Regions from separate parts of the Mus musculus genome. Here regions 1, 3, 4, 5 and 6 are each linked to region 2. A link is a contact called in public ChIA-PET, Hi-C and promoter capture Hi-C data. All regions are on one chromosome and are shown on one strand. The core of a region is the stretch at or near the end of the contact, and the rest is flanking DNA. Distances in the headings are between cores, read along the strand shown.

What was found. Promoter capture Hi-C pulls out the DNA fragments that hold promoters and counts their contacts. Hi-C and Micro-C count contacts between places; a contact is called where the count stands out from the background. ChIA-PET counts read pairs in DNA pulled down with a chosen protein or histone mark.
Region 1: a contact with region 2 is called in a promoter capture Hi-C map of pre-B cells, with 3 times the contacts expected there. The contact joins the promoter of Scimp here to the promoter of Rnasek in region 2. A contact is called at or near these places in 5 of 39 promoter capture datasets (hematopoietic stem and progenitor cells, hippocampal neurons, liver and 2 more), 2 of 115 datasets of contacts at active chromatin or transcription factors (bone marrow-derived macrophages and embryonic forebrain) and 1 of 9 other capture datasets (adipose tissue).
Region 3: an RNA polymerase II ChIA-PET map of memory CD8 T cells shows a contact between it and region 2, with 29 read pairs. The contact joins the enhancer-like site here to the promoter of Rnasek in region 2. A contact is called at or near these places in 1 of 39 promoter capture datasets (hippocampal neurons), 6 of 115 datasets of contacts at active chromatin or transcription factors (T-cell acute lymphoblastic leukemia, bone marrow-derived macrophages, embryonic forebrain and 2 more) and 1 of 9 other capture datasets (liver).
Region 4: a contact with region 2 is called in a Hi-C map of B cells, with 10 read pairs. The contact joins the promoter of Cntrob here to the promoter of Rnasek in region 2. A contact is called at or near these places in 2 of 39 promoter capture datasets (both in liver), 1 of 484 Hi-C or Micro-C datasets (B cells) and 2 of 115 datasets of contacts at active chromatin or transcription factors (memory CD8 T cells and pancreatic cancer cells).
Region 5: a contact with region 2 is called in a promoter capture Hi-C map of erythroid cells, with 5 times the contacts expected there. The contact joins the promoter of Dhx33 here to the promoter of Rnasek in region 2. A contact is called at or near these places in 3 of 39 promoter capture datasets (cranial neural crest, erythroid cells and pre-B cells), 1 of 484 Hi-C or Micro-C datasets (uterus) and 1 of 115 datasets of contacts at active chromatin or transcription factors (memory CD8 T cells).
Region 6: a promoter capture Hi-C map of stem cell-derived epiblast-like cells shows a contact between it and region 2, with 3 times the contacts expected there. The contact joins the promoter of Rpain here to the promoter of Rnasek in region 2. A contact is called at or near these places in 4 of 39 promoter capture datasets (liver, neutrophils, pre-B cells and 1 more), 3 of 484 Hi-C or Micro-C datasets (CD4 T cells, embryonic stem cells and pre-B cells) and 2 of 9 other capture datasets (liver and pancreatic islet).

What each region holds. Positions count from the first base shown.
Region 1 is chr11:70,810,996-70,814,595 of GRCm38.p6, forward strand. It overlaps Scimp (SLP adaptor and CSK interacting membrane protein), which reads right to left and starts at 1,566. Exons shown (of 5, transcript NM_001045526.2): 1 at 1,481-1,566.
Region 2 is chr11:70,238,586-70,242,246 of GRCm38.p6, forward strand. It overlaps Rnasek (ribonuclease, RNase K), which reads right to left and starts at 1,267. Exons shown (of 3, transcript NM_173742.3): 1 at 1,071-1,267; 2 at 353-429. The coding sequence starts at 1,148. Gm40191 (a long non-coding RNA gene) reads left to right here and starts at 426. Exons shown (of 3, transcript XR_879979.3): 1 at 426-609. It overlaps Alox12 (arachidonate 12-lipoxygenase), which reads right to left. Exons shown (of 14, transcript NM_007440.5): 14 at 2,872-3,661.
Region 3 is chr11:70,787,222-70,791,059 of GRCm38.p6, forward strand. Scimp (SLP adaptor and CSK interacting membrane protein) reads right to left here. Exons shown (of 5, transcript NM_001045526.2): 5 at 3,711-3,838. Among named protein-coding and RNA genes, the nearest start is that of Scimp, 23 kb to the right of the region's middle. Within about 2 kb of position 2,265, at least 82 of the 459 cell types and tissues checked have an H3K27ac peak or open chromatin away from gene starts, as enhancers often do. A contact at or near this core is called in bone marrow-derived macrophages, memory CD8 T cells and pro-B cells, where this site is marked.
Region 4 is chr11:69,321,577-69,325,152 of GRCm38.p6, forward strand. Cntrob (centrobin, centrosomal BRCA2 interacting protein) reads right to left here and starts at 2,297. Exons shown (of 19, transcript NM_172560.3): 1 at 1,114-2,297; 2 at 273-357. The coding sequence starts at 1,386. Trappc1 (trafficking protein particle complex 1) reads left to right here and starts at 2,410. Exons shown (of 5, transcript NM_001024206.2): 1 at 2,410-2,490; 2 at 2,582-2,680; 3 at 2,819-2,889; 4 at 3,248-3,386. The coding sequence starts at 2,582.
Region 5 is chr11:71,002,920-71,006,502 of GRCm38.p6, forward strand. It overlaps Dhx33 (DEAH (Asp-Glu-Ala-His) box polypeptide 33), which reads right to left and starts at 1,513. Exons shown (of 12, transcript NM_178367.4): 1 at 1,198-1,513. The coding sequence starts at 1,459.
Region 6 is chr11:70,968,862-70,972,298 of GRCm38.p6, forward strand. It overlaps Rpain (RPA interacting protein), which reads left to right and starts at 1,338. Exons shown (of 7, transcript NM_027186.3): 1 at 1,338-1,726; 2 at 2,903-3,073. The coding sequence starts at 1,646. It overlaps Nup88 (nucleoporin 88), which reads right to left and starts at 1,112. Exons shown (of 17, transcript NM_172394.3): 1 at 788-1,112. The coding sequence starts at 1,090.

The DNA of each region.
Region 1 (3,600 bases), core at 316-2,815, 570 kb after region 2:
GGCAGAGGTAAGTGGATCTCTGTGAGTTCAAGGCCAGCCTGGTCTACACATCAAATTCCAGAACAGTCAGGGCTACTACATAGAGAAACCCTGGCTGGGGAAAAAAAAGATGTCAGGTCAGAATGCGAATCCTGTAGAACTAACAAGGCGAGGGTACTTATGCATAATGAATGCCTGTCTCCACTGATATTTAACTCTGTTATGGCTAGCTCTGATGCCTGCATGTGTTAACACAGTGTTTGGGCCAATAACTGGACTGGCAGTTGCCCACACTGTCCTGCTGCTTGCTGCATGTGTGTCTCAGCATGACAGCTTAGCAAGCCGGGACGGCCGCACATTAATCCTGAGTCTGATTTATTATATCATAGGACTCAGTTCTATCCATACATGCTCAGTCCCCACAGCTTATTGCTTATCTAGCAGATTTGTTTACCTACAGTTAGGAAATACATCTATTTGCTAGGAAAAAAGGAAACAGGAACAGGGGAGAAAGGGAGGAAAAGGGGAGGAAGAGATAGATGTAGGGAGAAGGGAGGAGAAGGAAGGGAGAAGGGAGAAGGGGGAGGGGGAGAGGGGAGAAGGCGGGAGGAACTCCATCCTGACACACTTCTGGAGATGCTGATCCTCCCACATGGTCTATGGCATAATACAGGGATTGAAAAAATGATTTCTGAAGAGCTAGTGACATGGCTCAGTGGTTAAGAACAATGACTGCTCTTTCAGAGGAGTCCCAAGTTCCGTTCCCAGCACGGTGTTGTGGCTCACAACCATCTGTAAGTTCAGTTTCAAGGATCTGATGGCCTCATCTCTCCTCCAAGGACGCCAGGCATGTATATGATACGCAGACACACATGCAGGAAAAATTCCCAAACAGAGAAAGGAAAATATTTTCTATAAGAAAAAAAAAAAAAAAGAATTGAGAACATTGATTTCCAGAGGTCAAAAGCAGAAGGCTCCATCGAGGTCTCACGCCAGCTGAACACCTCTGAGTCCCGAGGCTTCTGAAGGTTGGCAAGTGCCTTATAAATCCCAGACACCAGAGGCTGAGTGCCAAAGGCACCGAGAGGCGTGCTGTTCTGATTCTTTCATCCAAGAGCACTGAGAGGTAGCCAGCGTTTACAATACACAGTACAGTGCGGGTCCTCTACCAATCAAATACCAGATATTACAGACACTATGCAGATAGCGATAATTCCTCACACTTCACACAACTCACTCCCAACTGTGACTTCATCCTTCCAGGTAAACTTGCCTTGCCTGGCACACACACTGGAGGAGTAAGGAGATGGCCAGCGTCACTCAGCAGCCACGCCAAGTGAACTCTTCCAGGCCACTCTTTCTCCAGTTGTACCCGGCTGTGTACTACAGCCTCGAGCGACAGTCCCCTCAGCCTGTGCCTGTGGGGTTGCCTATTTGGCCACACGTCTAACAGCAACATGGACAGATGACTATGGTGGGAAAAGCAAGTTGAAGCACTTACCTAGACTGCCGGGGTGTTCACTGGAAGCAGCTGGGGAGACAGCTGTGGACTGAGGGTGTTACTCAAGCACAACTGGGGAGAGGCTTGATCGCCCACATACCCTCACTCACCCTTGGAGGCTGCAGGCACTAGCCTGACCACACTTCCTCTTTCTGGTCCCCATTCTAGTGAAGCTAACTACTCCAGTTTTGTTTTTTGTTTTTTGTTTTTCTGTTTTTAAAAGCTACCTTCCCACTGCCCTTCGTGGCTCCAGCAGAGGCCCATGAAGGCTGGTCGTGGTGTGGAAGGGGGTCCTGAGAGGAATCAGGCTCCAGAGTGAGTGAGTGAGTGAGTGAGGGGGTTGCCCCAGGGGAAGTCTCCCTTAAACTTTCCTGGGCATGGTCATGTGGGACTCAAGAAGAGAGAGGGGGGCCCTAGGTCTACCCAGAGATGCATGGTGGGAAATGGAAGACAGATGCATCATCCCGCAAGTGTGGCTCTTGAACCCCTGGACCTGTTGGCCCAACTTCTGTTTAGAGGAGTCAAGGAGACTCTAAGAGAGTGTCTAAGAGAGCATGGTGGTGATACCTAGAGGGTAGCCTAGGCTGTTCTTGAACTTGTGATATTCCTACTTCTGCCTCCCAAGTACCAGATTACAAGTGCATGCTGTGACACCCGGCCAGTGGACAGTGTTAATTGAATTGAATCATTTCCTACCACACTGTGAGACAGAGTTCCCAGTGATGCTCATAGCCTCTAAAAATGGAAGTTTGGGGTGAGGAAACAAAGAAACTGCCTTGTAGAAGTAGCTGCTTGTGGTGAGTCGTCACTTCATGGCAGCATGGATGTGTGTGAGATGCCTCTCCAAGGGAGGGGTGCGCTGGCACTCAGGAACAATGATGACAACTAAAGTGACTGGGGAAGATTCCCCCACCTGCCCAGAAGATACCCACAGGTAGCATTCACTGGTGTTTACGGTGTAAATATTCCTACCATGGTCAATTTCAAAATATCAACATGGCATCCAGGAACTTGGAATTGGGAGGAAAGTGCACAAGGCTGCTCTCTCTCCCAAGCCTTCTGGGCCAACTGCATTGTATTGTTAGGAGCCACTGTTGAGTACTGCTGGGGGCTAGGACTCTACCAGGGTTTCACTTTCCTGGTCTCAATAGACCTTCACTTAATTCGATTATTTCCTTTGTTTCTTAGAATACTGAAGCGTGTGGAGGTTCTGCCATGGAACCAGTTTTTCATGGTGACCTTCAACTCAGATCTGTCCACACCAAAGGCAAAGCTGGTGCTCTTCCCTACTCACTTAGCTGAAACTTAATTGCTCAAAAATTGTCCTAAGCTAGGCATGGTGGTGCATACCTGTGATCCCAGCACTGGGGAGGCAGAAGCAGGAGGATTGCTGCTAGTTCAGTGTCAGTACGGCTATGTTGTGAAAGCCTGTCTCAAAACAAACAGAAGCCCTACCTTTCAAATAGCAAATTTAAAATTACCTTCTGAGAAGTTAGCCAGAGCCGGGCAGTGGTGGCACATGCCTTTAATCCCAGCACTTGGGAGGCAGAGGCAGGAGGATTTCTGAGTTTGAGGCCAGCCTGGTCTATAGAGTGTGTTCCAGGACAGCCAGGGCTACAGAGAAACCCTGTCTCGAAAAAACAAAACAAAACAAAACAAAACAAAACAAAACCCAGGATAGCCAAGGCTACACAGAGAAACCCTGTCTTGGAAAAGAAGAAGGAGAAGAAGGAGAAATGGAGAAGGAAAAAAGGAGAAGGAGAAGAAAAGTTAGCCAGAGCTCCTATGGGAATAGCATAGCCTAGGCTAGCAGAGCTATGGTCCTTGGCTTGTGCTCAATTTATCCAGTTGCTTTGCTTTCTCTGGGGGTCCCAAATTCAGCTGTGACATTGCAAACTTGATAAATATACCATGTTCAACAATCTGAAGAAAGTTCAAGCCCTAGGAGGCAGAAGATCAAAATTCCCAGCCCAATTTGTCGAGCAACTTTCTGAGTAAACCCTTCCCTTCTGCTGTGGTCTGTTGTTGCCTGTGAAATCAGTTTTCACCAGATGAACATAAAGTTGCTCTCAGGATTCTGCTATGAGATCTTTCTTCTGTTCCTCTCCTTCACTTTTTGA
Region 2 (3,661 bases), core at 17-2,516:
CATACCAAATGAATTCTATCATGGTAACCATTTTACAGAGGTAGACCAAGGAGCAGGAAGGCAAAATATTGGAAGAGGCCACATCTAAGCTGGTGGGCTTGGGTAGCCATGGAAACGTGGCTTGCAAGACTGCTCCTAAGTACATGCCTTTCTGTGTCTCTGTCTCTCGCGCTGGGGATTGAAACTAGGACCCTGCGTGCTGCCACCCAACTACTTTGTAGAGAGCAGCCCTCTTCTTGAAGTCCCCAACCTAGGGCCACAAATGTCCAGTCTTCAGAAGTGTCCTCCCCATAAACCCAAACCATGCTACTCCTCATCCACGCCCAACTCGCCCAAGTACCCGACCACTTACTCAAAATCTTTCTCTGTGAAGGGAACGTCCTCAATTAACACAGCAGAATGGACATTGAAAAATATCCCGAGCATTATCTGGAAGAGTAAGGAATAGATAGGTTGTCAAATTCTTACCTTACTTCTTTGGTCGCTCCCTAGGCTCCTCCCCTGTCTAATGTTGGCCCAACACTTGCGCCAGAGATGAACTAGAAAGGGCTAGTTGTATCTGGTGGTTGTATCTGGATTCGGACTCAGCCATGTGGAACAGGGCGTGAGGTAGGACCTTGGGAAGAGTGACTGGGTATAGGGAGGTATATGGCAAACAGCTCTCCGAGGCGCGTCATTATCATGGGAGCAGATGGAGATGAAACACTTCATATTTCTGGAAGTGGCGGCCTTGAGGGCCCTGGGGAAGCAAGGCCTCAGCTACCGTTTTCGGGGGCAAGCACACTTCACCCTCGCCTCCATTCAACTCACGCAAGTCTCAGGGACCTCGCTCTTGTTTACCTTGGGGAGTCCGCAAATTTGCCCGAGCTGGCTCCCATTCCCAGGGTCCTGCCCCAGCACCCTTTCGCTCCAGTTCCCCAGTTGTCTGGATCTGAGTTCCGTCTCGTTTTCCAGCGGCTATTTAGTCAGCCCCTTAATCAGTCTGCTGCTTCCTAAGGCTTGCGGTTCCTCGTGTCCCAGCCCTTCAACCCCAGAACCCCTCAGACCCGTTCGCGGGTTAGTCCCCTCACCAACATGATCACTCCCCAGGCGCTGAGGACGATGCCACAGGCGGCCAGCTTAGGCCCACAGCACAGGAGCGACGCCATGGAGGGCGGAGGTAGGGAGGGATCGCTGGAGACTGAGCGGAGCACAGAAGCCGGGAGAGGGAACCCTGGAAATGCTAGGACAGGAGCTGGATTTGGGGACTTGCGCGGCGCAGAGCGACGGGGGGGGGGGGGGGGGGGCGTGGCCTCGGGCGCCGACCACTCTGAGGGGTGACTTTCAGAAGATAACGCTGTGACGCGTGGTGGGCCAAGCTTGGGGAGAGGAGACACGGTGTCGGAAACAGAAGCAGAAACTCTACAAGTCTTGCTTGAACCGAGTGGCAGAAGTGTTGAGTGGTGCAGACGCTAGGGCCTGAGTGTTATCACTTGTCGCCTACCCCGGCTTGGAATGGAAGGAGCAGGCTTCTCACGTGACCTACTTTGTTGGATCACATGACCAGGAACCAGCTGTAACCTGGTGTCAGGAAGGAGTCCACAATTGAGTTGAATTGTGTTAGGATTGTTATGTCAGGACAAGAAGCTTGGGGCCGTCTGGATCCTTACATACCTTCTTAGTCTTGGGTGGTCTTCTGTGATGGGAAAACCGGTAAGCGAGTCCTGGAGATTCGATGTGCCGGCCTATCGCTTCTATCCAGGTCTCCCTTTTGAAAGATGCTTTGACACTTTGAAAAGAAAATAGAAGAGTCCCCTCCTGAGGCTAAGCATCCTGCTTTGAGGGACGCTTTTAAATAGTTGACTTCTTGATCCTGCAAATGCTTCACTTGAAATGCAGTATCGTTGTAAATGCTACATTCAGGAAAAATAAGGGACTAGGAAAGGCAGACTCATTGGACGCACGAAGGAAAGCGGCCTTGCTAAGTGTACTGGAGAAAGGAGAAAATAAACAGAAATATTCCTGCTGCTTCTTTGAGTAAGACAAGACACAAGCTGTGACTTGGCCACTGTTCCAGTGTTGTCAGGAAACGCCATGATCACGGCAACTCTTAACAAAACAAAGGATTTAGCTGGGGGCGTGCTTAAAGTTTCAGAAATTTACTCCATTATTCATGGTGGGGGGAGCGTGGCAGCATACACAGTATGGTCTGGGGCAGTAGCTGAGAACTAGATCCTGATTTGGGGGTGGGGGGTGGGAGCAGGACTGACTGTCATAGGTGTTTGAAACCTCAAAAAAGTGACACACTTCCTCCAACAAGGCCACACTTCCTAGCCCTTGCAATCCTTTCAAAGGGTTCCACTGCTGTTGAGCAAGCATTCACCTACATGATCCTATGGGACCATTCTCATTCAAAGCCCCATAAATGTAAAAATAAGACTAGGCCTTCCTCTCCACCGGAGAAATTTGGTAACTCCACTAGTAAGAAACATTTGTAGTAAGTATTGGCGGTAATTGGAGATGTTTAGAGAGCTCTCCCTCCCCTCCAGGGCTGGGGTTCCAGCTTAGGGCCAGTGATGAAAAAGAATTTTGCACTGAGATTGGTGTGCCCATCCTAATGACGGCAGCCACAGAACAATTGAGAGAATGCATTTTAATCTCAAGCCCCCAGCACCAAACAGGAACACGCTCATGGACTTGAATCTTGTGCCATTTTTTTTTCTGTGTATTTTGTAGATATTGTTCTTAACATGGTTGGGGAAGAGAACTTGTGAGGCACATGGTTGTCACTGGGTGTACGTGAGCTGGAAACACGGGCTGGGAACAAGGGCTTCCTGCCTCTCTTGTTGGTGACTGTTATGGAAGGAAACAACTTGGTGAACTGGTCTTTATTTGGGGCCAGTAACACCTTTATTTAGAACTATTCAGGGTATGTGTTCAAAATGGAAACGTGGAGGGGAAGAGAGTCTGAAATTTACACGTTGGCCGTCAAGCATGAAGTCTGGTTCCTGGCAAAGGAGAACTAGCTGAAGTAGTTGATTTTATCCAGAAATACAATTTTCCTCTCCTCCACCATGGCTCTTGGATATTTTGAAAATGAGGTTTGGAGCCTGAGGTCTGTATGAGGTTAGACCAAATCTAACCTGAAATCATGCAAAGCACTTTTTGTTTGTTTTTGTTTTGTTTTTCGAGTCAGGGTTTCTCTGTGTAGCCCTGGCTGTCCTGGAACTCATTTTGTAGACCAGGCTGGCCTTGAACTGAGAAATCTGCCTGTCTCTGCCTCCAGAGTGCTGGAACTAAAGGCGTGTGTCCCCACGCCTGGTTTTGCACTTTTGTTTTGTTGAGACAGGGCTTCATCCCTGACTGTCGTGGAGCTCACTCTGTAGGCCAGGCTGGCCTTGAACTCAGAGATCTGCTGCATCTGCCTCCAGAGATTAAAGGTGCTGAGATTAAAGGAGTGCACCACCACACCTGGCTTTGTTTTTATTTTTAAATGCCTAAACAAGCCAAAAAAAGACCCTGTGACATGTGAAGTTCATATCTCAGTGTCCATACCTAAAGTTTTATTGGAACATAGTCACACACTAGTGGTATAGTGAGAAAGCTAAGTAATTGTGGTAGAAAGTGGGTGGCCCTCCAAAGACTAAATTGTTCCTCATAACAGCAAGACATTTAGTGCCCT
Region 3 (3,838 bases), core at 1,015-3,514, 550 kb after region 2:
AGAGACGAGTTACGGAGAAATCTCACACACCACGTGAGAGGCAATGGACAGGACAGCAGCGGAAAGAGGAACATCAAAGGGTATTCTGGTGGCTTCTCAGCTGGAAATGGGAAACAAGGAGCCTGGAAAGCAGAGGAAGGGCGAGCCCGTTATAAAGCCCATTCGTGTCTTGGCATTTTCGGAGGTTCTGAGCATTGATGAGGCCAGTTGGCGGATGGAGAGGAAAGTCCTGTGTGTTTGGCACTCTATCTTGACTGCTTGTAGAAAATGTAAAACAAACAAACAAACAAACAAAAACAGAAAAACAGAAGCAGAATTTAAAAGCCCGGAACATTCTCAGTCTATCCATATTGTAAAGAAAGAAAAAGCAAGTTCAGAAAACATCGAAGAGCCAGCCAGGGGACTGCTGATAGGAGGTTCACTCGGCTACTTGCTTAGGACACGGGGATACAACACAGAAGAAATCTTGAAGATCTTGGGACCCTTCCCAGACCAGAGTGGTTAAGCCCTGGGGGGTTAAATGGTTTCTGAGCTCTGTTTCCTGTATTATGATTCAGGGCTCTGTAGCCACCCAAGCAGAGGTTTAAGCTGTGGTCCAAGGCACAGCTCTGGCCACCAAATGGTACACCACGGATGCCTGCAAAGTGTCATTCCCCATGAATGGGAAGTGTAGTGTCTGTGGGCAAGAGTCCTTCCACCTCAGTTTCCAATGATGCCCCAGAGATATCCTCAAGGCCAGGCAGAGGAGCTGCATCAGGGAATGGATATCAGAGTGTCCTGTCTAAGGTACAGCCCAACACAGCCATGTAGAGAGAGAGGCCTTCCCAAGACTCCAGAATTGTACAGACACCAGTAGCTGCCTGAAAGACCAGTATATCCTACAAAGCCAAAGAGCTATAGAAGAATAGGAAGAACTCTTAACCATGGAGCCATCTCCCCAGTCCCTTAATTTTGTTTGTTTCATAAAGAAGACCAGACTGCAACTATTACCAAGGGCGCACCATGGAGGTACTGGAGAGATGACTCAGCAGTTATGAGCACTGACTTCCAGAGGTTCCGAGTTCAATCCCCACCAGCCACATGGAGGTCCACAGCTGTCTGTAGCTCCAGTCCCAGGGGACCTAACGCTGTCTTCTGAAGACACTGCACACATATGGTATGCATGCAGGCAAAACATCCATACATACAAAATAGATATAATTTTTAAAAAGGAGAAAACTATGGTTCTGTGATTTGAGGCATGAGTTTTCAAAACTGTTGAGGCAGCCATCCATGATCTGTTTCAAAATGATATGTCAGCACTATTGTGGTTACCATAGTTATCCAGGGAGTGAGCTCAGGATGGGCCCTACCTTCTTATTTCTGGACTCTTTTAAATCAGTGACTATGTAGCTGGTCACTTGGCTTGGGCTCTGCTGTGTGACTAGAATATACACTAAGGTCCTATGACGTCTTGATATGGTTAATGTTGTCACACAGATTGGCAGTAGAAAGCACAGTCTTAGTACATGAGCCTAGCTCAACTCACAACAAATTTATAAATGTCCAAAAACTTTTATTCTACTTTTTTGCTGGCAAATAAACTGGTTGTTATATTTCCCTGTGTGTTTGGCATTCAAAAATATATTTATTAAGTGCCTTCTGTGTGCGGGGGCTTATTATGGACACTGGGAAAATAGAAGCTCTCCCTTAAGGAGCCTCATATTCACATGGCTGCAACCCGGACTCATTTGAGAGAACAGCTTGAGAAAGGGTCTATCTCAGCTTGTGGTTCCAGTGAGTTCAGTTCATGGCTACCTGGCTTGTGTTTCTGGGCCCGTTGTGAGGCAGAACACGGAGGCCGTCTGAGTGCATAGGAGAAGTTTCTTCAGCACAGGGTAGCTAGGAAGCAGAAGGAAAGAGAGAAACAGACAAGAGAACCCCCAGGGCAGGACACAGCCCTTGACACACCCTGGCTACCGACTTCCTCCTGTTAGACCTCACCTTTTAATGTTTCTAGGCCCTCCCAAAATAGAACCACTAGCTGGACAACACATATCAACACATGGGCCTCCCAGTATAGGGAGAACAGAAAGTTTAGGGCCTGGAATTCATTCATTCATTCATCCATTCATTCATTCGATCATTGAGCATACTTACTGACCATCCTCAGCATGCTAGGAACAGGGAAAACAAGGAAGAAGAGAAGGCCTGTCTCTGCACTGGTGTTGCCTTTGTTCAACTGGAAATGAAAGTCACATGAGCAGATCGTTCCGGATATAAGAGTTATGAAGGGGAAGCACCTACAAAGGCCACCACCACATCGGGCCGGTGAGGAAAGCACAGTGCCTAAGATGCAAAGGAGGGGAGGAATATTGCGTATAGCAGGGACAAGAGAGACCACAGCAAAGGTACTTACAAGTAGAGGAAAAACACTGGGGAACATGGAGGTTGCCAGGAGGAGGTAGTGTGTGAAAAGTTAGCCAGTAATAAAATCCTGACAAATCTTGTAAGCCATATTTAAGAGTTTGGCCTCTGTCTGAGGCTAATAGGTAAAGATGAGCTTTTAGCAATGGGAAGAAGTATTCGGTTGCTCACTTTCAAAAATCACCAGCTGCCAATCAGTGTTTTGGAGTCTGAAATACCAGAGGCAGGACACTGGTTAGAGGTTCTTAAAGTTCTCTTTGGGAAGTGCTGGCCATGGGCTGACTGACCTCAGAGTGATGGAGACAGAGCTGATCTGACTGAGGCACAGTCAACAGGAGGTGGGGACACTGGCAATAAAGGATGCAAGAAAGGACCTAACTTCTGCCCTTAGCAAGGGAGGAAGTAATCTAGCACGAGAAGTCAGGGGTGGGGATGTGTCATCAGTTATCCATGGAATATGTTGAATTTGAGGATCCCGTGGGATAATCAGATGGAGGTGTCCTGCGGGCTCTGCAACCTGGAACTGGAAAAGAGGGGTTGAACTGGAGCCTGTGGTTGGGAAGTTGCTAGGGTAAAGGGGATGCTGAGCCCTGTGGTATTGGCAACATCACTCAGCAATGCTGAGAGGGAAAGAGGAAACAACAGCACCCCAGGAAAGATAGGATGGAAAAGTAAGGAATGACCACTAAAGATGTGATAGTGAAAGCTACAGAAGGGGCATTAAGCTCTGAACTCTCGTCTTGAGTACCCTGCTGGAGGGTGCTGGCTGGACACTTCCTGGGGCAATCTACTCTTCCTGGCACAGCCAACATACCCACTGCCAAAGAAAAGCTAGCTGGGGGCAGAAGTCAGAAGGCCACTTGAGTCCTCTGTTGATCATTAGAAATGGTGTCTGAAAACACAGGAAATAAACTTGTGTCAGAACTTGACTCTTTGATGGGTTTGGTCCACATTCTATAAATATCCTGGGGGTTGAGGTGTGAGTGGGTGGGGCAGCGTCACTTTCTCACCTTACAGACTCAAAGTGTCTGCGCATCACAAGAGCCCTCAGCTATAAAGACAAGTCATGGCTTCTAGGAGGTTCAGGGGTGGGTGGGGCCTGAGAGAAGGGAGACAGGCATCCTTAAGGTGTGGCCTACATAGGGATTGAGAGCTGGGAGGCTCCACACAATCAAACACCAAGACTATGATCCCTAGCAGTCTCTCAGCTTAGGGGTCTCAACCCCCTTAGGGGTCAAATATCAGATACCCTGAATATCAGATATTTACATTACAATTCGTAACAGTAGCAAAATTACAAGTATGAAGTAGCAACAAAATAATTTTATGGTTGAGGATCACCACAAATAAGGAATTGTATTGAAGGATCCCTGCATTAGGAAGGTTGAGAGTCACTGCCTTACAGCTACATTCACCCAGGGAACGAAAGAAA
Region 4 (3,576 bases), core at 1,047-3,546, 920 kb before region 2:
TTTTTTTTAAAGATTTATTTATTTATTTACTTATTTATTTATTTAATGTGAGTGTCTTCAGGCACATAAGAAAAGGGCACTGGATCTCATTGCAGATAGCTGTGAGCCACCATGTGCTTGCTGGGAATTGAACTCAGGACCTCTGGAAGAGCAGTCAGTGCTCTTAAGCGCTGAGCCATCGCTCCAGCCCTCTTCCAAGAGCTCCTGCTTACCTTCTCCTGCCCCTACACCTCAGCTTTCCTCTAGAGCGCTACATAGCTGAGCTGACTTACGATAGGCAGTATCACGGGAGGTATGGAGCATGGTCTGGAGCTGACCCCGAACACTTTCCATCTCAAAGATGTGCTTAGACCCATCCTAGGGGGGAGAAAAAAGAAAGCCCACAGAAGTGACATTTTAACCAGTGTCACCAGCATTCTACGCACTACCAGGATAGAATTTTCAAATGGGCCTTAGAACACTAAGGAAGGCACTCAAACCCGGCTTCACCTTGAACCCCAAACCCCAAATGTTTACAGAGGCCAGAAGGGGAGTAAGTGAATGAAGTAGCAGGTTTAAAACAAGGCTGGAGGGGGACTGCTGTCAACTGAGGAGCAGATGGCCTGTCTAAGCCTGGTGCAGCTGTGCCTACCGGATCCCACACTCTGGACTCTCGCCAGTCCGCACAGCAGGTATCCTTTCCTTTGGTACAACTATCTTCCTACACATGCATGTGCAGTGACTTGCATACCACAAAATCACAAGAATTTCGAGCTGACAGGATCTTCACGTGTGCTGCAGCTGTCCTTAAGTCTCCAGTTCTCACTTGGGTTCAAGAAACCTACTCCCCACTTCTAGGACACCAAGCTACTCTACAGGGGCAGGTGTCTGTCCAAACAAAAACATGCAAAAACAAAGCAAAACCCTAGGAACCGTCATAACTTCCCAAATTATAGGTTTATGCCATTCCCTCAAAAGTATCTTCTGTGAGAAAAAAGCATGAAAGCCCTGTGTGCTTGGAGGAGATCGTTTAAATCTAATTAATAGACGCAAGCCACAGCAAAGCTAACCTGAAAGCCCAGGAACCTAATGCTTTCTAACACCCGAGAGATCTCCAAGACGCACCTCTCTCACCTTTTTCTTCAAGTTGTTTTCCAATCCAACGGACAAGCTGCGACTCAGTTCTTGAGCCAAGCTGTCTAAGCCCTCGTTAGGAGGTGAGGAGGTGGGAGCTAGATACAGCTGGGCCCGGGCCGTGGCCTCAGCTTGGCGGCTGAGATGCAAAGAAGTATACAGTTGGGAGGTCACCTCGGAGGACACCTGGTTCAACCCAGGAGGCTCTGACGAATCGCTCAGGAGGTCCTCAGGTCGGAGAGGAGAACTGGGACTGGGGGCTGCTGTCGCCATGTACAGTGAAGAGACAACTGGACTCAGCAGGGGACTGGGAACTCCTGCCTCAGTTCTGAGAGGGGTCCAAACTTGTGGATAAGTTCACAAAGAAGAAAGATTTGGAAGGGAGGAAGACACTTTGGGTCCTCAACAAATGAGCTTTCTGGTTAGAGGAGTGTCCACTGACTCCAGAGACCATGGAGAGGGCAAACACATTCTTTCTCCCAACTCCTGGGAACGGTTAAAAGCGGATGTGCAAGGCAGAAAGTCAGGGGAATGGTCAGAAGACCTGCATGCAGGGAGACAGAACCGCTGCAGTTCCTTCCTCCTAACTAGGGTCCTGGAAATTGCAAATCAGTTTCGGCACGGGTTAACCATGGTTAGCTTTTTTTTTTCCCCACACTCAAAATGTGCAAACTGAAACAGACCTCAAACCAAAGCTGGCCCAATGTATGTCCCCCAATTGGTTTTAGTGAAGAAAGAGGCAAGACTTCAATGCCACAACACCCCCGTTTCGCCCTTTCTTCACCTGTCCCACCCAGAGTCGACTTCCTCGGATTTCCCCTCTAATCCTTCCTGATAAAAAAAAAGCCACAGCAGAGGTCCATAGAATTCCTCCCTATCCCACCCTAAGAAATCTCAATAAAAGGGGCGCGCGCGCGCACAGACATACACCCGGCAACCAGCCGCCTGGTATTCTCTACCGCAACCACCTGGCTCCGACTACTCTGAGCATGTCGGCCCTGGTTTCCCAAGATGAGGAGGACTGTCCCCCAAGCCCCATAACCTCCACAGAGAAAGACCAAAGGCCAACCTCCCTAGCGCGACACTAGCTTGCAAAACCGTTGGCAGCCTCCCGCCCACCGCTTGCAATCCCGCCTCCAACCGAATTACGTCACCCGCCCGCGAGACCAAGCTCCCCGCACATCACTGGGCTTCAGAGGCCCGGGAACGTGGGCACGCATGCGCGCGGCATCGGCGACCACGGATTGGCTTCAGGAGGGAGGCGGAGTCTAGTAAGACTATCGGGGCGGAGTTAAGGGTTCTTGAGGTTGCCGCTTACGACCCAGCTGGGCTTTATAAACCGGAAGTAGCTTGTCACCCTCTTTCAGAGCAATTCCGGTGAGTCCGGGGGTGGGGTTCCCACCTGGCTGAAGAATCAGGTTCTAGAGAGTTGGGTACCAGCCACTGAGCGAGGCTCTTTATCTTGCAGATGACTGTCCACAATCTGTACCTTTTTGACCGGAATGGAGTGTGTCTACACTACAGCGAGTGGCACCGCAAGAAGCAAGCAGGGATCCCTAAGGAAGAGGTGATCGGAGGGTCCCAGCGAATCCCCAAATGCACATAGTCCCAGTCCAGTCCTCTTCCTCCAAATCCCAAGTCCTTCCTATTCCCATCCTGTCCCCCCTCCATAACCGAGATCTAATTCTACCACCTCTCCCTCCAGGAGTACAAGCTGATGTATGGAATGCTCTTCTCCATTCGTTCGTTTGTCAGCAAGATGTCCCCGCTAGACATGTACGGTGGTTTTAGAGGGGTGTTGAAGGGAGGGCTAGCTAGCCAGCCTTGGGAACAGGAGATATTGTTTTGGAATGGAAGTGGCGTGTGGCCCCAAAGAGGGGAGGGTGTGTTTTAGAGAGGCTGAATCTGGATCGAGAATCTTGAAGCTGGCAGGAGCGGATACAGGAATGGTCTGAAAGTGGGGAGAGAGTGAAGGCAGTTGCAATTACATCGGGGGTGGGGATGACCGGAGGTGTTTTTACTCAATGAACCTGCTACAAACTATCTATATGAATAGGAAGGAGTTGACCTTGAGGGCATCACAAATATTTCTTTGGGAGTGATTTCACTCCTGTCTGAATACTCATTTCTGCAGGAAGGATGGCTTTCTGTCTTTCCAAACTAGCCGTTACAAACTCCATTACTACGAGACTCCCACTGGAATCAAGGTTGTCATGAATACTGACTTGGGCGTGGGCCCTATCCGAGATGTTCTACACCATATCTACAGTGCGGTCAGTGTCAGTAGAGGAACCCTTTTCCTCCTAGAGCCCTAGGAGTCCCTCGGGTTTTCTGCCCTTATCCTTCTGTATCACATCCCTGTTGAACTCAGTTTTCTCCAGAGCCTTTAGCTCCTTAAACAGTAATAGCTTCTCTAAGGGAGAGCTTGTGCAGGTTTTTGGGTTTTTTTTTTATAAATGATGT
Region 5 (3,583 bases), core at 263-2,762, 760 kb after region 2:
AATCTGATTATCCTGCATTTTCCTACTGAACCCTCCACACAACCTCAGACATAGATCAATGCCTCTTGTGCATCTTTCCCACTCCTATTCCAGGGCAACTGACTATTGCTAAAATAGAATATGCCAGCCATACAAACAGAGGGACAAAATTCACCTGGGCATCAGCTTTACAGTCCATCTTGTTCCTGTTTTTGCAGCCTGTCTTCCGTCTCCATCTCCCCAAAAGCCTACTTGAGGCTCTGGAACTTTTGTTTTCCTCAGAACTCTTGGATCTTCTCAAATGTGACTTCAAAAGAGACAGCCTTTCTCCTGTGCCAGGTGGGCTCTCCATAACTCCTGATGCCCGGCACTGCGCCCCCATCTCTGAAATTTCCTAAACTTTGATCCATTAGTTCTATCTATCTTCAGTGTCCTCTCTGCTCAGTTCGCCAAAATCTGTGACTATTTACAAGTGCCTCAGCTTCCCTTGGTTGGCCAAAGCAGAAACCTGTTTCCACTGCCTTCATTCTTTCACCTCCTAATTACTCCTCAGTCCAACGCCAGATCTGTTCTTAAAGTTATTTTGAAAAAATTCTTAGTGGGAGTTGCAATCAATACTACATATCCAACGTGCACTCCCACGCCCCACCATGTCTACATATTGTTATGGAACTTCCCTCCTTAGCACTCTATTCCACTGACTGCCAGTACTCCAGTCTCTTTCTCGCTTATGACATTCCTTCGGGAACTCCTCTATCGTCAATACTGTAGCAAAGCCACTAGAAGTCAGTCCCTGCCTTCGAACACTGCCAAGTTCTTCTCGTACACAAGAAATTGGTTCTCGCCAACTGAATTCTTTCTGGCGCCAGTCTCTCCGTCCTCGCTTAGAATGCCGGTCCCCAGGGACCCGCTCCGCAGCTGCCTCCTCAAAAGCCTTGGTGAGGCCCATCCTGCAAAGCTCTCTGAGAGCCTCCGATATGCTCCCCACGCCTCGTCACGGAAGGCGAATATCCTCAAACTCACAGAGCGCGGTCAGCGCCGGCAGGGTAACTCTGTCCGCCTCTTTCCAGAGGTCCCTGTCCACACCGGGCACTGAAACCCTTTCAAGTTTGTGGAAGAAACCAACGCAAAGAAAGTGAGAAGCCCCTAAGAAACCCCGCCCTCGTGCACAGAGCCAGGGATCTAGAGCAAGGAAGATCCACCAAAGCCGCCACTCACCGATGAGGACCGCGTTGTCCAGGTTTCGGAGCTGAGCCAATAGCTGCCCCCGCGCCCGGAAGATGGGCAGACTCCGGCGCTGCAGCTCCAGGGCCTCGCGGTAGGGACTGGCCGAAGGCTGGGCCAGCGGCGGCGTCTGCCTCCGGCCTCCTCCAGCTCCGCCGCCGCCGCCAGCCGTCAACAGCATCACTACTCGTCTCCCGGGAGGGCAGGAGCCCGGCCGGAATCTCTTAGCGGGCGGGAGGCTCGCCTCCTCCGGCATGTCGGGAGGACCGCGGCCGGAGGCAGGGACGCAGACAGTTCCGCTCGGCTGGGGACAGCAAGCGCGCACCGCCCCTTTCTCGCCACGTGCAGGCGTGCTGGGCGACCACCGATGACCTCACAGCCGCCTCCTGCCTTGAGGAAAGGAACTGCAATTCCCAGCATGCGCTGTGCATTTACATCCTGTGAGAGCAAGGTCGGAGGTGCGACCGAAAAAACGGCCCGAGTAACAACAGGGGACGATAGCTGTGTGGTTCCCTAGGGTCTTGTTGCGTAATGACGTTGTCCTAAACTCTCATTTCTATCCAATAAAAATGACTGTCCCATCTCGGGCTCCAACAATAGTCACGTTTTAAGGCAATTACTTATTTCTGTAAATCTAACGAGGAACACAAACATTTACTCTTCTAAACAATGTACGTTTTAAGGTACCCACTGGTAGCTCCGATTTATAAATGTAGAAAGTGAAATTTTCTGAGACTAAAGTCATTTCGGATGCTGCAAAGAATTTTGAAAATGCTACTAGTGAGTATCTTCAGTTACGGAAAGGTGAATTCTATGATTCTGATATCATGTAATTTCCCCACAAAGTGATAGGCTCAAAAAATACAAGCAGAAATAAAAAAGAAAATGAGTGGAACTAAAATTGCCTTAACTCACCTCCCAGTCATTCCTACTAGATTTTCAATCTTTACACAGCTTTTCAGCCCTATTGTATACACCTTAATCAGTGCGAGTATTCACTACTCCTGCAGAAAACTTGTACATAACCAGTTCTTCCTTCCTGTTCAATTACAAGCTCTTAGATGCTTTGCTAATTCAACACAGAAAGACAGGCACAGAGTGAATGGGTGGTTACCTTTGCTTTTTCATCTTTGGAGGGTGTGGGCGTTTTGTTTGGGAGTATGTTCCTGCACTACTTGCTTGCAATGCTCACATGGAGGTCAGAAGAGGGTGTTGGATTCCCTGGAATTGGAGTTACAGCCAGTTGAGCCTCCATGTGTTTGGAACCCGTAGGGTTCTCAGTGCCCTCGCTGTCCCCGATTGTGTTTCTTTTTTTTTTTTTTTTAAAGATTTATTTATTTATTTATTATATGTAAGTACACTGTAGCTGTCCTCAGACACTCCAGAAGAGGGAGTCAGATCTTATTGGTTGGATGGTTGTGAGCCACCATGTGGTTGCTGGGATTTGAACTTCCAACCTTTGGAAGAGCAGTCGGGTGCTCTTACCCACTGAGCCATCTCACCAGCCCCCGGATTGTGTTTCTTATACAGAATGTGGCGTTCTATAATTCTCAACTCATGTGAAGGCTATCCATCAAATTTGGTATGCAGACCTGTTTTTTTTTTGTTTGTTTTGTAAAAAAAAAAAAAAAAAAAAACCCAGATGTGAATCTGTCTGTTGTGGAATCCGGTATGGCCTGTGGCTTTGGTCCTGTTGAGATGCTTTAAAGCCTTTTAAAGAATATCTGGGTCCCCCGTGAAACTTTACTACACGCAGGTTTACCAGGAAATTTGGGTAGGAATGGGATTAATGACTCTCATCTTTTACTAAGTCAGCCCATTCAAGATGAATCATGTCAGCTAAACTTACACTGTTAGATGAGAACACGGAACATCTCTGTATAGTTATCTAAATAACATTTACAATATGACCTTAATAAATGTATCTAAGAAGCAAAAAAACAAGCAAACAAACACCCCCAAATCCCAGTTATAGTTTTTATTTAGCTTCTGACAGTACACTAGGGGTTACTAAAAAATGTGTGTGTTTAGGATGTACACGAAGAATGTACTGACTTGGGAATGGAGACAGGGCTTGGGGTTAAGAATGCTCACTGTTGAGAGAACTCAAATTTGTTCCCTCACACCCATGCCAGGCAGCTCACCATCTCCTGAAACCCCTGCCCTAGAAGATCCCGTACCTCTAACCTCAAGGTAACCCAAACTTATGTGCACATACCTATATAAAGACACATATAAGTACATGTAATTTTAAATAGTAAAAACAAATCTTACAAAGAATAAGTTGACATGTTTTCCACGCGCCTCCCCCCACCCCCATGTTGATTTAGGAAGGCAAGCAAACCCTTAAAAGAAAAATAACTTATGTCAAGTTATGGGC
Region 6 (3,437 bases), core at 88-2,587, 730 kb after region 2:
GATTACCTTCAAGCGCCTTGCAGCAAGCAGTACTGCTTCATCTACGTGGACTTAATATAAAAGAGTGATAGTTTAAGGGAGTTTCAATAATTTGTCATAGCATCATATAGCCTCAAAAATACTCTCACCCTGGTACTTCCTATTTCTTTTCTCATGACCATTTTAGATTTCTAATTTCTTTTTATTATTCGTAAATAATGATGAGACCATCAATATATTATTTACCTTAGTATGGAGAATTATACTAAGCCAAAAATCCTTTTAAATAAGGATTTCTTTTGAATATAATAATATTTCTAATTGCTTTTAAATCTGTAGGCCCATGTCTTTAAATGCCTGTTGTAGAACTGGGCAGTGGCAGCACATGGCTTAATCCTAGCTCTGATCAGGATCCTCCAGATCTCTGTTAATGAGGTCAGCCTGCTCTACAGAGTGCGTTCCAGAACAACCAGGGCTGTTAACCCTGTCTCAACAAACCCCTCCACCCCCACCGAAGCAAATCACAGATATTACGGAGCTTGTGCATGCTCTAGGTTTATGTCAGGTGCTGGACACACACACAGGCCTAGCCTCTGTTTTGGTGTTTATAAATGACTTAGACCCGTAATCTCAACACTCAGAGACTGGGGCAGGAGTTCCTGGCTAGCCTGGGCTACATAGTGATTCCAGACCAGATTGAGCTACAAAGCGGGGTCATTCCACTCGAAGTGGGGCGTTCCCAAAAGACGCCAGCCCAGGTCCGCCAACGAACCAAAAGGCTGATTGCTTTCACGATGGACCGGCGCACCTGATACTGGGAGAGAGGAGGCTCCACGCCACCACCGCTGGGGCCTCGAAGGCGAACCACCAAGAAGGCGCTGCCTTCTGCGTCCCACAGAAACAGTTCCCCTCCGAGGCCGAAGACCAGGTTTCTCGTCGGCAAATGCGGCGGCAGAGACGGGCACGAGGGTGAAGTCGAAGCCGCTGGCTTCTCCGCTTCGGCTGGACTCTGGTTTCTTACGCCCTCGCGGAGCCGCAAGAACACGACGTGGTTAGGAAGCCAGCTCTGCCACAGCTCCCCATCGCCCAAGGGCCCCACGGCAGCCGCCATCTTGAACTAACAGCTCAGGATTGAGGGGCGGGAGGAAACGAAGCCCGCTGCTGTGCGTAGCCAATCCGCGGCCAGCACTTCACAGCTTCAGCCTATCAAAGTGTAGGAATCTCGAGAAGTTGGCCCAATAAGAAAGAATCGCTAGAGGATAGACAGGGCCGCGGGTTGAAGCCAAGGTGGGCGGGGCGGGGCGGGGCGGAGTGGAGTGTAAGGATCGCTTTGGGGCTGCTGCTGGGCCAGTGAGGGGGTAGCGTTAAGGATGAGAGATGTGTGTCTGATTGTCTACTGGACAACTTCCTCTGGGTAAACCCAGAACTTTCTCTCAAGATTCACCTCCCTCAGCCCGGGTGGTGTTTACTTCTCAACTGTCACTGCTTCATCTATCCTCGGATTCCCCTAAATCTGTCACTGTGAGGGGATAGAAACTAGATACAATTCCAAGAAAGCCCGGCGGCCTGAAGTACAGACAGACTGCGCCGAGACTACAACTTCCAGAATCCTTTGCGCGCGGCTAAGGGGCGGTGATTTGGGCGCTGTTTCCCGCTAAGGGAGGAGATGGCAGAGTCCTCGGGGTCTCCGCACCGCTTGTTGTACAAGCAGGTGGGCTCGCCCCACTGGAAAGAAACTTTCAGGCAGGTGAGTGTGAAGTTTGGGTTGTCATCACTTCCCTAATCTTCCCAAGGACCTCTGTCCTCGGTGTGCTCGCTTCAGCACTGGTTGTGGAGCAGGTGCCCGGTGTGCCTGGCCAGCGAGGTGGATCTCTTGCTATAGGATTGGGTCCCGGCCGCCGCCCGGGCTGTTGGCCGGCGTAGGTGTTATGCTATCCTAGGATTCGACTTTGTTTCATATTTTAAGAGTCATGACAGCAGTAGCAACACCACCACCTAACGTTCGGTTACAGAGGGAAGCACTCCGTATGTATACGTCACGTGAGATAGAAGTTATTTCTCTCCTGAAGAACATCAGACACGGTTAGGAGAGTTGAACTTAAGCTCCGCCTTCTTCCGAACTCAAGTAGTTCCTTCTAAGAAGCAGCTTATCTCCCTGTTCAGCAGTCTCAAAAGGGTGGGTGTATTCCAGAAGAACCACCCAGAAAAACAATCTTCATGCTGAACATGTTGTGTGGAGTAGTGTTTCTCAACAGTGAGTGCTGACGTTTCGAAGGAGAACGTTCTATTATGGGAGGTGGTTCTGTACAATGTAGAACACTTAGATGCAGCAGCCTTGGTCTCTCCACCTACTAAATGGCACCAGTCAGTAGCAGTTCTTCAAGCAGAGCTGTGACAACCACTTGGGAACAAAAACTGTCCCGAGTTGGGGGTGGAGAGATGGCTCAAGAGTCCTTATGTTTCAGTAGCAGACCCGATGGCTGTAACTCCAGTTCCAAGTGGTCTATTGCCATCTTCTGGCCCTGGTGTGCATCAGCACTGGTGTGGTGCACATAAACTCATACAGGCACACACATAGACACAGGAAAAAAAATTAAAAACCCATACCAGGGTTGTAAAGTACTATTTTACAAGAAGACCATTACTATAGCCATTTGTACAATTCCAGGAATTTAGAAGCCATATAAATGTCTGAAGTTAGTCTGTGGATACAGTTCCTGTGTATCCAACTGTCTTCTTATAAGATAAAATATGAAATATAGGAATGTGTGTAATGTAACCCATCTGTGTGTGGAGGACTTGAGGCTATGAAATTTTGCATCTTGAATTTTCTTATATTTTTACTGACTAATTGGAGGGTTTTCTTTTTAGTGGAATTGATGTTTTTCTTCTTAACCAATACTGCCCTCCCTTACCTCCCCAGGGATGTCTGGAGAGAATGAGAAACAGCAGGCACAGGCTCCTGAACAAATATCGCCAGGCTGCAGGTAGCACGCCGGGGACAGCCTCAGACAGACTTCTTGTGCAAGAAGTAATGGAGGAAGAGTGGGCTTCTTTGCAGTCTGTGGAGAATTGTCCGGAGGCCTTGCTTCAGGTCAGTCAAGGATCTCTGTAGCTAGGAGACCACTGACTCCATGAGGAGCGTCTGGTGACCTCTTTGCATCTGTTTGTTTTGGTCCTTTCAGTCTGCTCACTTCCCCAAGCATGATTCTCACCGTCATTTGGCTCAGGGTTTTTACCTTCATTAGAAATATATCCATGGTTCTGCCATACTACATGCATAGTAGGCATGAAGCAACCTTGCAATATAGTAACTTAGGAAACTAAAGGGAAAGAAAATTTCATTATTGCTTTTTCCATCGGAAATTTTGACTTGCTAAGAATGGGCTAGGGACCTCTCTTTAAAAAGGACGTCTACATTCTGACTCTAGTTGATCAGAATGTGGAGCTGTGTGTCG